Linked DNA regions of Mus musculus: region 2 is linked to region 1. Evidence: chromatin contacts called from public HiChIP or PLAC-seq data. All regions are on one chromosome and are shown on one strand. Each heading gives the region's core, a stretch centred on a gene start, on an enhancer-like site or on the middle of the called end of the contact. The rest is flanking DNA. Distances are from core to core; before and after follow the strand shown.

Region 1 (2,982 bases), core at 278-2,777:
CTCCTGGTATCTTGGCATTCTCATAACCCATATACTCATACCCTATCCCCACGTTAGTCTGGTGTATGGATCCATGTGTTCTCTTTTAGTATTATTTTATTATAAGTGCCTTTAAAGATTGAATTCTGACATAACTAAGCCTTCGCCAGTGTTCCGACATCCCAAAAAATCCTTGAAGCCGACAAACTTGGAATTCAGTAAGAAGGTTATCTATTCAGTAACATTCAAATTTACTTCTAATTCACACTGGCCTAGGGAATAGGTGGGTTTACCATGAAAGAGTTAGGGAATCCCCGAGACAGGTTTCTTCACTAGGTCCAAAAGAAACAACATAATCAGGCATTTACTAAGAACCCCTAGTGGTGGGCTTAACAATAAATAGACTAGCATTACACCAGGCTCCCTTCTTAGTGGCAGTGGCCTGGTCCCTGCCTTCTTTTGATGTATACATTCCTTATGTTTTGTGTCACTGTAACTCGGTGGATGTATCTCGCCTTGGTTCTTGTTATTCTTCTGTATAAAAAGTTCGATGCTCGACTAAACTGTCTTTTCATACATGTTAAGCATGCATAAACACACACACAACTACATGATAGAAACCATCAACGAAGGTTTTCTTTCAAAGATAAATTGAACTGCTGAGTTAGGGAGGAAATAGGGCATAGTAATCATACAAAACTTGGAATGAATATCAAGTGTGTCAAGAGACATAAAGTGGCAAGTCGTGGCCCACATCAAACATTCAAAGCTGGCACCTTTTAAAATATGATTGCCTTGTATAAAGCTTTATCATTAACAGGTGTCCCATAAATATTAGACTCTTCACATAAAATAGTATTTCGAAATTAATACTCGAGGTTTTCCAGACCATCAAGACTGGCTTGTACAATAGTCATGAGTATTTGGAAGACTGAAAAACGGGAAAAGGCTGAAATGTAGAAATGAAGGAATCTCTTCCGGGGGGGGGGGGGGGGAGCAGGCACGGATGGATGAGCTTACGACGTGAACCAGTAACAGTCCAGTTACTTCCACTACCAGTACACCAGCACACCTGATTTGTTACCTGTGCAGCTTTTAAGCCACCCCAGACAAGCCCCACCCCACCCAGACAGGCGGGACTAGGCACCCGCTACCCGATCCCTCCGCACCCCTCACAAGCCTCCGCACCCCTCACAAGCCTCACCCCACCCCACCCCGACAAGCCGGATATGCACCCGGTCCAGCACAGGGCGAGCGACGCATCGCGCAGGCCCGATCCAGACCCGCACTTACCAGATGGAACGAGGCCATGGTTCCGGCCCACTAGGTCAAACGGAGGCCTGAGAGGGAAACCCAAGCCGGCCAGGGTTCCAGGAGGGTTAGAGTAAGATTGCGGACGGAGGCGTCCCCAGAGCTGCGCGACCCGCACTTAACACTCAGCCGTAAATAAACAGCAGCCACCAAGAAAAATAAATGAATAAAAGTCAAACGAGCCACGCCTGCGCACAAGCCTAGCTTAGCCGGCCGTTAATTGGCGTTTTTTAAAGACTCCGGCTCTTGTTCCCGCCCATTCGCCTGTTACTCACCTATCAACCCGCCTTTCTCAGTTCGCCCCGCCCTCCTGCCCAGCGCGCCTTGCTCTTCCGCCCGCGTCTCAACCTCCCACTCATCGCCCCGCCTCTCACCCGTCGCCACGCCTTTCACCAGTCGCCACGCCTCTCACCCTTCGCCACTCCCCTCGCCGGTCGCCACGCCTCTCACCCTTCGCCACTCCCCTCGCCGGTCGACTTGTCCGGGCTTTGTGTGGACTCTCCTGTTCTACTTTCTTCAGACAGTTTGTTGCGTCTATGACTGCTCGTATTTAGAAAGCAGGTGTTGAGCACCACCTGTGCTCCTTGAGATAAATGTATAATACATCCCAGCAGTTCTACTACGGATTAATAGGTAATACTTAAAAAGGATTACAGGTAGAAATTGCTGGCGTTTTGAGCAGAGTACACTACGCAGATTCGTCAGCTGCAACCCGCCCATCTATACAGTATCTCTGAAAATAGTAATGCTATTCTTTTTTCAAGTATTTAAAAATTATTTATGAAGCAAAGGCATAAATTATATATGCATATCAGTAGAACGAACATAATGTTTTTAAGAGAAAGTGACTGCTTCTGTCTTATGCGAAAATTAAGGTAATGACCCCAATTGGAAAACAAGGAAAATACACCGATGTGTATTTTGTCCTGTCCACGTGACTCTAGGTCGCAGCCTGTAGCTGCTCTATTTCCTTAGGAGACAGAATGCCATAAATACATACATACATACATACATACATACATACAGAAGGAAGGAAAGAAAAGAGAGAGAGTCTGCAGGGATGGAGCGATGGCTCAGTGGTCAAGAGCGCTTGCTGCACTTTTAAAGGAGCAAAGTTCGATTCCCAGCACCCACAAAGCAACTCAACCGTTTGTAGCTCCAGTTCCAGGGGATCTGACACCTATTCCGGCCTCAGCTAGCAAAAAGCACGCACGTGATGTCCTCGCAGGCAAGCAGACAAAACAATCATACCTATAAAGTGAATAAATCTCTTTTTAGTGTAGATTATTTTAGAATGATGGGGCTCCATATGAGCTGAATGTGCTCATGATTGCAGCGACGCTTGCCCGGCTCGCCAGTCAGATCCGCCAGAGGGCAGCAGAGGTGCTGCAAACTTACTTATTTATCATATTCTCCAATGGGAAGCTACAGAGTCCAGGCAAACTGTACAACAGCTACGACTCGATAAATCTCCAAGAGGAGTCAGCCGACCCTGGCGGCTGAAACGGAGACTTTCTCCTGCGTTGAAAATCATTTTGAGACGGTTGTCCTCGGTTGCAACACGACACTTTGTGGGAATTTTGAACAAGACCTGTGACCAAAATGAAAGGGCAAGATGCTTGAGTTGCTCAACATGCAGACGCTGTTTGCTGAAAAAGCAGTTGAGAGTGAATCGACTCTAGAGAATCACAT
Region 2 (3,136 bases), core at 562-3,061, 570 kb after region 1:
TGAGGAAATTCAGATGACATCATTCCTGATATTCTTTTCTATTCTAAAAATAATTATATTTCCATGACAAAATGATCTTTAAAAGGTTGTCATAAGGGTCAAAATAATTCTGCTCCCTAAGAGTATATATTATTACAGATTTTCAACCCAACTTTGGAAATTACTAAAATGTGAAGTGCCTCCGGTTGGCACATCAGCATTCATTACAGTTAAAATGCACTGCTGGTACACGGCATTACAGCCTTTGAACCCTCTGGCCTGCATAGTCATCACATGCATCATCAGGATGCTGAATACCAGATGTGTTGAGTCACTGGGTGAAAAAGAACAGCAGCACTTCTGTGGGCTTGTATATATTTTGATTCTAGCTGTAGGAATGATATATCAACACCCTATCATTACATGGTTCTTTTATGCCTGACTTTTCTTTAGTAAAATATTAAGCCTAATTTTTTTTCACATGATTTGATGTTAAGACATGTTTATACTATTGAAATTCATTGAATTATTTGCTATATTAGGAATCAACAACATTTACTACATTAGGAATTTAAACAAGAAAGTTACAGTACCAATTAATTTGTTCAAGGTCATGCTACAAAATAACTTAAAGTATCTCTTTCATTTTTTAAAATTAAGTTTTCCCAAAACTAATGGATTTCATTTTCAAACTAATAGGGCATGCTTCAGTTCTCCCTAAACTTTGAAAGGTATTCATTTCTTAACAGTTATTAATAGAATAAATTGTGGTGCCTTATTGTGTTATACTAAAACTCACTGGTTCTGCATACATGGTTGGTTCTTGTATTGTGCCTGATTTTATAATATTCACATAGGCATGCAAGCTGTTCTAAATAGTGACATATTTCATTATATAAAATCTATTATAACATCACAACCAAATTCATTCTGTAAAATTCTAAGTCGAGGAACAGTCAAGCTTACAAGCTTTAAATTTTCTTATTTTTACTTCAGAGTTCAAGTCTTATTGCTCATCAAAGTGAGAAACTCACTTACCTGACTTCTAACAAATTGTCTTATATAAATGTAAGTCTGAATATCTGCACCTCATCAATATTTTTTGCATACTCATTGTACTTTAGGATATTCTTTAGTATATCCCCACATGCTTCTCATTTTGTCACCCAGGCCATTCGTCAATATCTAAACCCATGGTCAATATTAATAAATTCAAACCTGTACTGCTTTGTGAGTAGCAGTCAGTCCTCCAGGAAGCTGGTTTTGATTTTTGTTTGTATATTTGTTTAATGTCCCTGTTCTGATTCTGACACAGTAAAATTGTTTTTATTAATTGCTGGTTTTGCAAATACAGTAAAAGTAGAGACTGGAATTTTTGTTTCTGTAAAATAGTTTCAACTTCAGCAACCCATGAAGAGTCTCAGGGCTCCTCAGAGGCATATGGGACAAGTTTGAGAAGCAGTGAATGAAACAGTTCATATACGATAATACAAATGTTTCCAGATATTTCTTAATTTACTGAAAGTAAATTTGTTAACAATAAATTAAAGCATAAAATTATTCATTAATATTTGAGCAGAAAAATTTTTCACCAACATTTTTAAACTAATCCTAAGAGTTTCTAAAATCACAGCCCTAAGAAACTAACACGAAGCGTAAGAGAGAAAACACAAGCGAATTTTAGCGCATGCACTAATCCCTGTACCATTTGCCATACCTTTTGGTTTATTACCTTGAAATTGTTCCTTCCTCACATAGCATGTGCTTCTTCAGTTTGCAGTTGTTGAAAATGACACTGGAATCTTTTTTCTGAGATCCAAAACAGACAAAGACATACACACACCCTTCTGTTCTTAGACTTAACCCTTTACCTCTGACTCAGCCATGGATTACGAGTCAATCAAAAGGGCTCTTGCCTGGAAGCCAAGTCACGTCATCTTTCCTTAGCCAATCATAAGTTCAGGCTACAATCAACTGCTGCTCAATTGAGACATTCATCTACCAGCCTGTAAGTACCACTGTCATTATTTATGGCTCTTTGCCAGATGGCTCCAGAATAGCAAATAACCCGTCAGGTTTTACAACTTTCAAAATATAGATAGGAAACACTGGACTCGTTTTATGTGTGCGTTATGTAATTTGTTCAGTCCCTAAGCTCATCAAAAGCAAAAACTGATCAAAGATGGAGTATCAATATTTCTGGAAATACTCCAAAACAGCGTCAGCAAGAAGTCTTCCTCAGAAGTAACACCTTGATTTGGCTACATTTTATTGTCTATCATTTTCTTTAATTGTAAGAATTAAATACATTTATACAATGAAAAATGATCAACCCCCCCCCCATCTTCCTTAATTCCCTTCATATCATCTCACTATGGCCCCTCCCTAACCACTTCTTATTTATTCTTTAACAACTCACTAAGTTCAATTAGTGCTGTCCATGCATGAATAGGAATGGAGCCATCCACTGGGCCATAGAAAATCTACCAACAGCCATACTTTTGCTTTTAGACATCTGTGTATAGCAATGAGCAATAAATTTCTTTGCTTTGTGAATAATTCAGTCCGTGACACAAAACAAACGACTATGGGAACCAACCATCTAAAAACCTGAGTGGTTATTTGCTTGACATAAATTAAAGTGTTAGATACATCTTCAGTATTTGATCCTGCATCTAATTCAAAGGGACAATGAACAAATATCCCAAGAGAAAAATTATAAGTAGACCTTGGCTTTAAAGTGTTGATAATTATCAATGAAGATAATCTTAAGCTATGGTCTACTATGTTATCACTGTAGCTTTTGTGGTGGTGATTTAACTAGTACTTGGCAGATGAAAGAGATGAGTCATGAAACACCTTAAAATTTTCATTATGACCCAACATTTCGAAGACCTTTCCTGATCCTCCACCTCTGTCCACCTAGGAAATCCTTCGAATTCTTTGAGTTTGTCGTTCATGTCTCTTCTTTGTCACATTTATTCTAATCCACTTCCTTTGTTTAAAATGTTATCTGTTCATGACTGTCAAATGATGTTTTCATTCCTGACATCTTCCTGAGCTCTAGGCTTGTACATAGAAATCTCACTCAACATTTTCACTTATGTTTCAAATTGCCCCTTAAACCTCCTGTCACTAATGTAATAAGTAATTGTCT

The links. HiChIP or PLAC-seq counts read pairs in DNA pulled down with a chosen protein or histone mark.
Region 2: a contact with region 1 is called in a CTCF HiChIP or PLAC-seq map of the NIH/3T3 cell line, with 5 read pairs. The contact joins the promoter of Tmprss11f here to the promoter of Cenpc1 in region 1. A contact is called at or near these places in 1 of 39 promoter capture datasets (the 3T3-L1 cell line) and 1 of 15 datasets of contacts at CTCF or cohesin (the NIH/3T3 cell line).

The regions. Positions count from the first base shown.
Region 1 is chr5:86,064,056-86,067,037 of GRCm38.p6, forward strand. It overlaps Cenpc1 (centromere protein C1), which reads right to left and starts at 1,528. Exons shown (of 19, transcript NM_007683.4): 1 at 1,273-1,528. The coding sequence starts at 1,290.
Region 2 is chr5:86,630,613-86,633,748 of GRCm38.p6, forward strand. Tmprss11f (transmembrane protease, serine 11f) reads right to left here and starts at 1,812. Exons shown (of 11, transcript NM_178730.3): 1 at 1,712-1,812.